Regions from separate parts of the Gasterosteus aculeatus genome. Here region 1 is linked to region 2. A link is a contact called in public Hi-C data. All regions are on one chromosome and are shown on one strand. Each heading gives the region's core, a stretch centred on a gene start, on an enhancer-like site or on the middle of the called end of the contact. The rest is flanking DNA. Distances are from core to core; before and after follow the strand shown.

Region 1 (3,541 bases), core at 830-3,329, 46 kb before region 2:
ACATCGTCGAGTGCACTGGCGAAATAACACAAATATCAGGTCAACCAAAAACTCATTAGTTTAAAAGATGAATTAAATCAATATGCTTGTACACTACATATCACACAGGCACCACATAGTTTGTTACACATGACTGACCTCTGTGACATTTAATACCATCTATCAGCACTGAGCCGTTTGACAAGAAATCGGTTGCGTGCTGTGGCTCTGTTGGGAGGAGAGGTAGGAAGCAGCGTGGGGCAATTGTGAGACGCAGCAGTCGGATTTACACTGAACGATTTTATGCTCCGCTGGTAGCACTTGCTTTTACACAATAAACACGAAACAGAAAGAACAGAGTGCCGAGCTTGAAGTAGCTTTAATCATCTCTCTCAGTTGTATCGTCATGAGCTTCTACCAGGCTCTCTATCATCTCCTTCCTTCAAGGGATGAAATGCTCAACAATATAGATCCAAAAAGGGCAATTACACATCCCCAACAGCCACGAGACGCCACCGGCCAAATTAAAAGCTGTAATCTGCTCAACTTCTATTAACGCACGCGTCCACAGGCTCGTACAGAAGTCTCCACTGCACATGAAGCTTGACCTATCCAAGGTTAGCACGTCACTCATTGATCAATAGACTGTGTGCTGGGAAATTAGATTAGACTTTTTCATTAAATCCGGGGTTAACCACAGTGTACTTCAACGTGGACAGATGAAGCAGGAGCAAAGACACAGGAGACCCTGAGTGCGTTTCATGTGACTTGGTGCATAGACGGTGATTATTAAAGCGGTTTTCTGTAAGTTTTCGCGGCCAAGGCTGTTCAAAAAGGCTGATATTCACTCAGGCTCTACTCTGAGGAAGGGTAGAAGACATACATCACTTCGAAGAAGACGAGGTTGATTTGCTGTGAGCAAAACATCAGAGCAGCAATAAGAGGACAACACTACAAACCTTGCGTAAAGCCAGTCGGTCATACAAGGGTTAAGGTGTGACAGGTTCTGGCATTCTCCTAAATTTCCATCTCCAATTAAACCCTTTACTGGATTCTACATGAAATCAATTGAATTTAATTGGCTTCTCGGTAGAACGCCCACGGTCGGTTGTGGATGAAACCAATGACAGATCTTACTCCGAGGGTTTGAGATGAAACCCTTGGAATAAAAAAAGGGTTCTTGGTACAAATGAGGGGTGGACAGGGTTCCTATTAGTAATCTTAGAAGGTTCTGAATAGATGGTCTCTGTAGAACCTCTCACAGGTAGGAATCTTGATAAAGGTTCTACCAGGAACAAAAGCCAAAGAACACTATATGGTTCTGTATGGTTCCCACATGTTTTAGCACCTTTGTCTTTTCAACTGTACAGGCGAAAATCCAAAATGAAATTAAAAACCGTGACTTGTATGTGTGGGGGTCTTGACTCACTCATCTCCATGTACTCGGGGCTGAGGCCAGTGAAGGGACCCAGCATGTGGTCTTTCTCGTGGCGCTGCAGCGTTTTGTTCACCTCTTCCTCCAAGTCAGACTTCCTCCTCCGGAGCAGTTTTTTTAGCTTCCTGTGTGGAAGCAAATCATATAAATCCCATTAAAAGTCAGAGGTGTTTCTGTCGTTCAGCCCAAGCTGATGGCAATGTGGTGGACAAAATAATAGAAACACCCCTCCCTTAAACAAAATAGTGAAATTAATTTGTACAACCTTTTTTATGAAATCAATTTGTGGGACTTCAGGGGGATATGTTTGATATTCTTCTTAGCGGGACATGCCGACTGAGGGAGGTGGCAGCAAAGAGTGGAAACCAAAGCAAAGGCAGAGAAAATGTCTGCAGCAGGGGGTTGTTCCAGTTCCCAGGTAAGTGTGTCTGAATAGCAGACGGGCTTTCCAATGAATCATCGGCGGCGCATGTATAAATGAGTAGGTGTCCATAATTCGATCTGTGACTCGCTGAACCCACGTACTGTTGTGTGTCAGCGTCATGGGGGTGGGGAAAGGGGGGGGGGGTGGGTGTACGTCGGAGCATGTTGCGTGTGCGCTCTTCACTCACGGTATGCCGATCTCAAACAGGTTGTTCTGGATGAGCTGCTTGCCCAGCATGGTGATGCACAACTGGATGCACAGCTCCATGAGGCAGCCTGCGTGGGCGCACTGCAGGGAAAGGACGTGAACATCTGTCAGAGAGTGAAGTCGAACATGAGGCAGTCGACTGCGGAGGGAGGGAGGGAGTTCTGAGAGTTGACAGTGCGTAAAGTAAGCAAGCAAGACAAAATAGATCAAAATTGCTGCTAGAACACCTTCTTTTCAGACCACATGATGTTGATCATCACATTTCATCAAGTTTCATAAATGCATCTGCGACGGTTCTGATGATATTGCGGTGAAACAATTCACAGAGAGACGTATGAAGACTAAAGTACTCGAGTCTGCCTCAGTGGTACAGTAGTTACTCCACATTCTGATAACATGACACGCATACTCACAAGGTGAAAACAATACCGGCTCTGCCTGGTTAGCTGTTAACTCATCCGACATTCAGTCAGGGAGCGGCTTCATGGGTCTCGGGCGGATCAGGAAGCTATCTGATCGCTTAAAAGCTAAGTGTAAATGCATCCAAGAAGCATTCAAGGCAGATTGAAATTTGATTGTCCGAGCCGCCTCTGGAGGAAGTTATCCACTCGCCGTCAAATGTTCTTAATACACCAACGGCCAGAGCTCCACTGAAACCGACCTTTCTCCCTCTATCTTATTAAAGTCGTTATTTCTACCAATACATCTGATCAGCTCAACCCTGAATGATCTGCGTGGGTGAGGTTAGGGTTGTACTGAGTACGTATTAAAGCTTGATCTACGTTCTTACTCTGAGCCAAAGAGCTCTGGGGGACATGATCCTTCATTGCCAAGAACACAAAATGTTGTTTATTTTCATTCAATTCCACAAGCACAGTCTGCCACGAATACGCACCAGAGCACAAGTGCGGATTGCTCCCCTGCTGAAACCAGTGCCCTACTAATGCACGATTTCCTCCTAGTGGAGCGACATCTAAAGTGTATAATAAAGTCAATGCCTTCAACAGGAACCAAAAAAAAGACACAAAATAAGTGTGTGTTCAGTGTTAATTACCTCTTCCATTCTGTACGAGCCGACCACGTACAGGTAGCTTCCGGGCCGCCCAACAAGCCTGTGAAACAAACACGACCATTACATGTTACACTTGAGAGGAAAGCCGCTGGCATACGGCAGTGGTTTTGGTCAAAAGTGTAGCAGACAATTGTTCAACACAGAAATTCACAAATAAACAAGAGCAGTGAGAAGTCCTGGTATTACCTGCCCCTGAAGAAGGCCAGATAGACGATGGGCGTGAACGCATTGACAAACTTCAGCACAAAGGTTTTGAAGATGAGGCGCTCTTCGTAGTTCTTGTCCGTCTTTGGAACCTCTGAAAAGGAGACAACATTTGCCTTCAACAGCTCAATGCATTCAGGGGGCTTTAGGTGTTATTATAAAACCCCGTCGGCACTCTCGCTAAACCACGTCATTGGCGGTGTTTACTTTGCAAGATGTC
Region 2 (3,538 bases), core at 580-3,079:
CAAAATTCTCTGGAATTTCTTTTTTTTTTAATTCATGGTGGGTTGAGGAGTCTGAGGATTAAGCAAATAGCTTCAGGAGGTGTTGTAAAAGGTGCCGAATTCCAAGCATATCTATCGCGACTACACGGCTGCAGTAACCATGGCGACGGCTGAGCCTGCGGCTAGCAGCTAGCGGTGCTACCAGTGTAAACCGAAGGGACAGTGCTAACAGTGAGTGAAACATGCGCTTTTGCTACACTGAAGGCTCTGGCGTGGTTCTGCAACTGCGGCTTTTTGCGCAGTTGTGTCGACGGACTTGTTGTAATTCATGGTTCTAAAAGGGTTCCGCGTGTTGTAAAGCAATTCACCGCCAGAACAACAGGTGAGGTTTGCAGAGAAATTGGAGGCCATCCGCTTGTCCTTATAGTCCGCCAATGACGGGTTGTATAAGTGGTCATATTTCCGTATTTCAACAAAAGCTCTTCAATTTCATTCTCTCTTTAAAAATCTTCCTTTTAAATATGCCGGTATTGTGCTATGAAACTGGAAATGTGAGACTCGGTAAAGGACGCAGGCAGCAGACCAATCACAGACTTGCGGGCTGCGTGAGGCTTGCGTAGCTTTTGACACTAGTCTACAAGCACACAAGGGGCTCTTGCGTGTGCGTGTGTGCCCGCGTTTCTCTAAAAACGCATGACCATTAGCTAGGCTTTACTGTTGGGAGCATTAGTCACTAAAAAGAAGTTACCAGGCCAGTGGGACAAGCTCCCACACGTGTAGGTATGACCGGCCTGGCAAAGCTCCGAAAAGCTCCTATTACAACAAAGTGACCTAATTATTCCTCCAGTATATCTGTACATAGACCACTTGTTCACTTCATCTAAACGTTATTTATGAATATATCAGCACATCTTAAGATGTTTGCCGCCAGGGCTGTTTATCCTATTTTTCTATCAAATTCGAGGAGGGGGATACACGAAATAAATACTCTTCCAGTGTATGTTACCGTGAGGCGTGTGGGTATTGTGACGTCCGACATCTCCACAGGGCGTGAACGCAGCATTGTTCTCCAGAATCACTGCGCCAGCTGGTGCCGCCCACACGCGCTGGACTCCTCCAGCGGGCGCAAGGTGAACGGAGGCGCACGAGCGGGCAGAGAGGAACCTCCGGACCCTACCGGGTCAATGCGGACCCCCTCCTGAAGGAATCCGCTTCTAATGGTCTACGCGGAGAATAGTAGACCCATGACGTCCGAACTATCTGCAGCCACGTTCCGACACAAACAAGATAATAATAATAAAATAAATGGGGTTTTTTCGGTACATTCTTTATGTCGCTACCTGTTAAGCGGTGCGAGAGACGGCGTTTCCAGGATGAGATGTGGAGCGCGCAGTGTATTGATATCACAAACAGCCTTCACTGGGAACCACTATTGACAACGAGCATTCACATCCACATGTTGCCCGCGCGCACGAGTCTTTTAGTCAAACGGCGCCGAATCGATCGAACGCGCTCGCTGTCAAACCGCCGCTCGAGACAAACCGCACGAATCCGACTGTACCCGAGCGAGTAAAGGAAACTCAAGAATCACGTGCACGTTGTGTTTTTATACCGACGTACCAAAATGATGCCCAATTAGAGGACCGTGTTCATATTAAAAGGGTGTCTGACTCGTTTTAAAGCGCCGCATGATTTGCAAATGGATAATTTACCTTTTCTCCAGAGTTGAAGTCAAGCAGCTTGGGTAGGGAGATGGCCAGCAGCACGCACAGGTAACACTTCCTACTCACCTGTTTGAGACAGTGTGCGCAGATGGGTGGAGGGGGAAGTGCTTCCCAGGTAAATTATCTCCTCCCACACAGCGACTGCGGGAGAACGAGAAGTCATCGGTGCAACGTGACAAAGGAAAGACGTGGGACTGCTTATTGTCCGGGGAGCCTGAAGGCCACACATTCTAAAACAAAGCCTATAAAATACATCCAATCACGTCTGCCCGCCTGCAATTTTTGTGGATGATCAGAGCTATTTATTTTTATTTTGTGTATCTGAAAATGACCAGGGCACTGATTTCAGCCAAGCTTACAGCCAAGTCTTCCCATTGCAGACCAACATTCCCAAACTGGCGTGTGTGGACTTGCAGTAGACGGCCAGGAAGCTCACAAACACACACACACCCCACCTCTAAACTCCCTATGGAGAAATGAATGGTTAAAAAAGGTTAAATAAGGACACACAATTTGCAGAAGGGCCAGACTGTCAATTCAAAATGCAAAGCGATCAATTTGGCAGCAAGCATACACGACTTGAGCAAACTTATCAAATAACAAAGTTCTCACCGAACATATCACACATTCAAAGTGTGCGGATCAGGTCACCTGAGGACACAATGTGGGACTTACCTTTATTACTTCTACAATATAGTGACAATGCGTGAGACGGCGATGAATTAGAACAGTATGTTAAAAGTTCAGAAGTCTCTCCTGATGGAAATGTACATATGGGTACAAAAATCAGACAGAGTCCCTGGGAGTTGGGGGGATGTACATGTTCATCAGACACAGCACTTGCCCCCTTTATGTGTGTGTCTGCCAGCGGTCCGTGTGGCTCTTTGTGGTAATTTGAGGTCATTGGACCATTGGTCTATGGTCATTTGATATCTCTTAGTGGTCATTTTGTATTTCTTTGTTGTTCTTATTGGTCCATTGTGTCCCTTTGTGGCAGTGTCTCCATGCATTCATTCTCTGTAGGTTTGTCATCATTTTGTGCATCTTGTAGTCATTTTCTCCTAGTGGCTGAGAGTCTTTGTGCCCCTTTTTTTGTTGTCTTGTGTACTTGTGAGTGATTATTTTAGACACCTTCGGGCCCTGTTTCTGTGCCCTATTCATCCATGGGTTACATTATTATTTCAACTTAAACAATGCCTTTTGTTTGTACCTAAATCTCCTTGTTTCACAACCCTGATCTCATTATAGTGTGCATTTCTGAAGCGTTTTGAGTAAAGCGGTGCTAGAGTCAGACAGGAGCTGAACTGTCCTCACGAGGTGTGCAAAGCCACAGGAACTCAAGTCAAGGCATGAAAGGCACCGTCAGGTGGATATCGAGTAAGGATCTAGTGTGGAATTTTGCATGTGCTTACAGTCAAATAAAGCAAATAAAAAGCTTTCCTGCAGGGCACTGAGGAGGCTCTTCCTGGAGGAGTGTGAATACGTTTGTCTCGCCGCTCACTTGCGAGGGGAACTCATGCGACTGCATCCATACGGTCTTGATCGATCCGTGCGTTCAACGTAAAGAGTGAATTTAAGAAAGGGAGAAAACCACAGGAGGGAAATCAGGAAGTTGGAAGTCTCGGACAACAGGTTCAGTGTGTGTTTTGACGCGCTCTGCCTGCTCCTGACACACAAACACGCACAAACAAATGAAAACAAAAGAGAACAACATTTCCCAAATTGGTGTCAGTATAGACACTTGTGTGGGCCTGTAATTCAGGCCTCCCCAGTGCAGCGGGTGCGTGCCAATGCAGCACTGGGGAAAGGATCGGTGCATTTGCATTAGCTCAGTA

The links. Hi-C and Micro-C count contacts between places; a contact is called where the count stands out from the background.
Region 1: a Hi-C map of whole body shows a contact between it and region 2, with 2.8 times the contacts expected there. The contact joins the enhancer-like site here to the promoter of ano1a in region 2. A contact is called at or near these places in 5 of 6 Hi-C or Micro-C datasets (liver, skeletal muscle, tail fin and 1 more).

Annotation. Positions count from the first base shown.
Region 1 is chr12:4,504,654-4,508,194 of fGasAcu3.hap1.1, reverse strand. It overlaps ano1a (anoctamin 1, calcium activated chloride channel a), which reads right to left. Exons shown (of 25, transcript XM_078085281.1): 17 at 3,304-3,415; 18 at 3,100-3,157; 19 at 2,026-2,126; 20 at 1,409-1,539. Among protein-coding and RNA genes, the nearest start is that of fadd, 11 kb to the left of the region's middle. Within about 2 kb of position 2,079, at least 3 of the 9 cell types and tissues checked have open chromatin away from gene starts, as enhancers often do.
Region 2 is chr12:4,458,143-4,461,680 of fGasAcu3.hap1.1, reverse strand. It overlaps ano1a (anoctamin 1, calcium activated chloride channel a), which reads right to left and starts at 1,829. Exons shown (of 25, transcript XM_078085281.1): 1 at 1,692-1,829.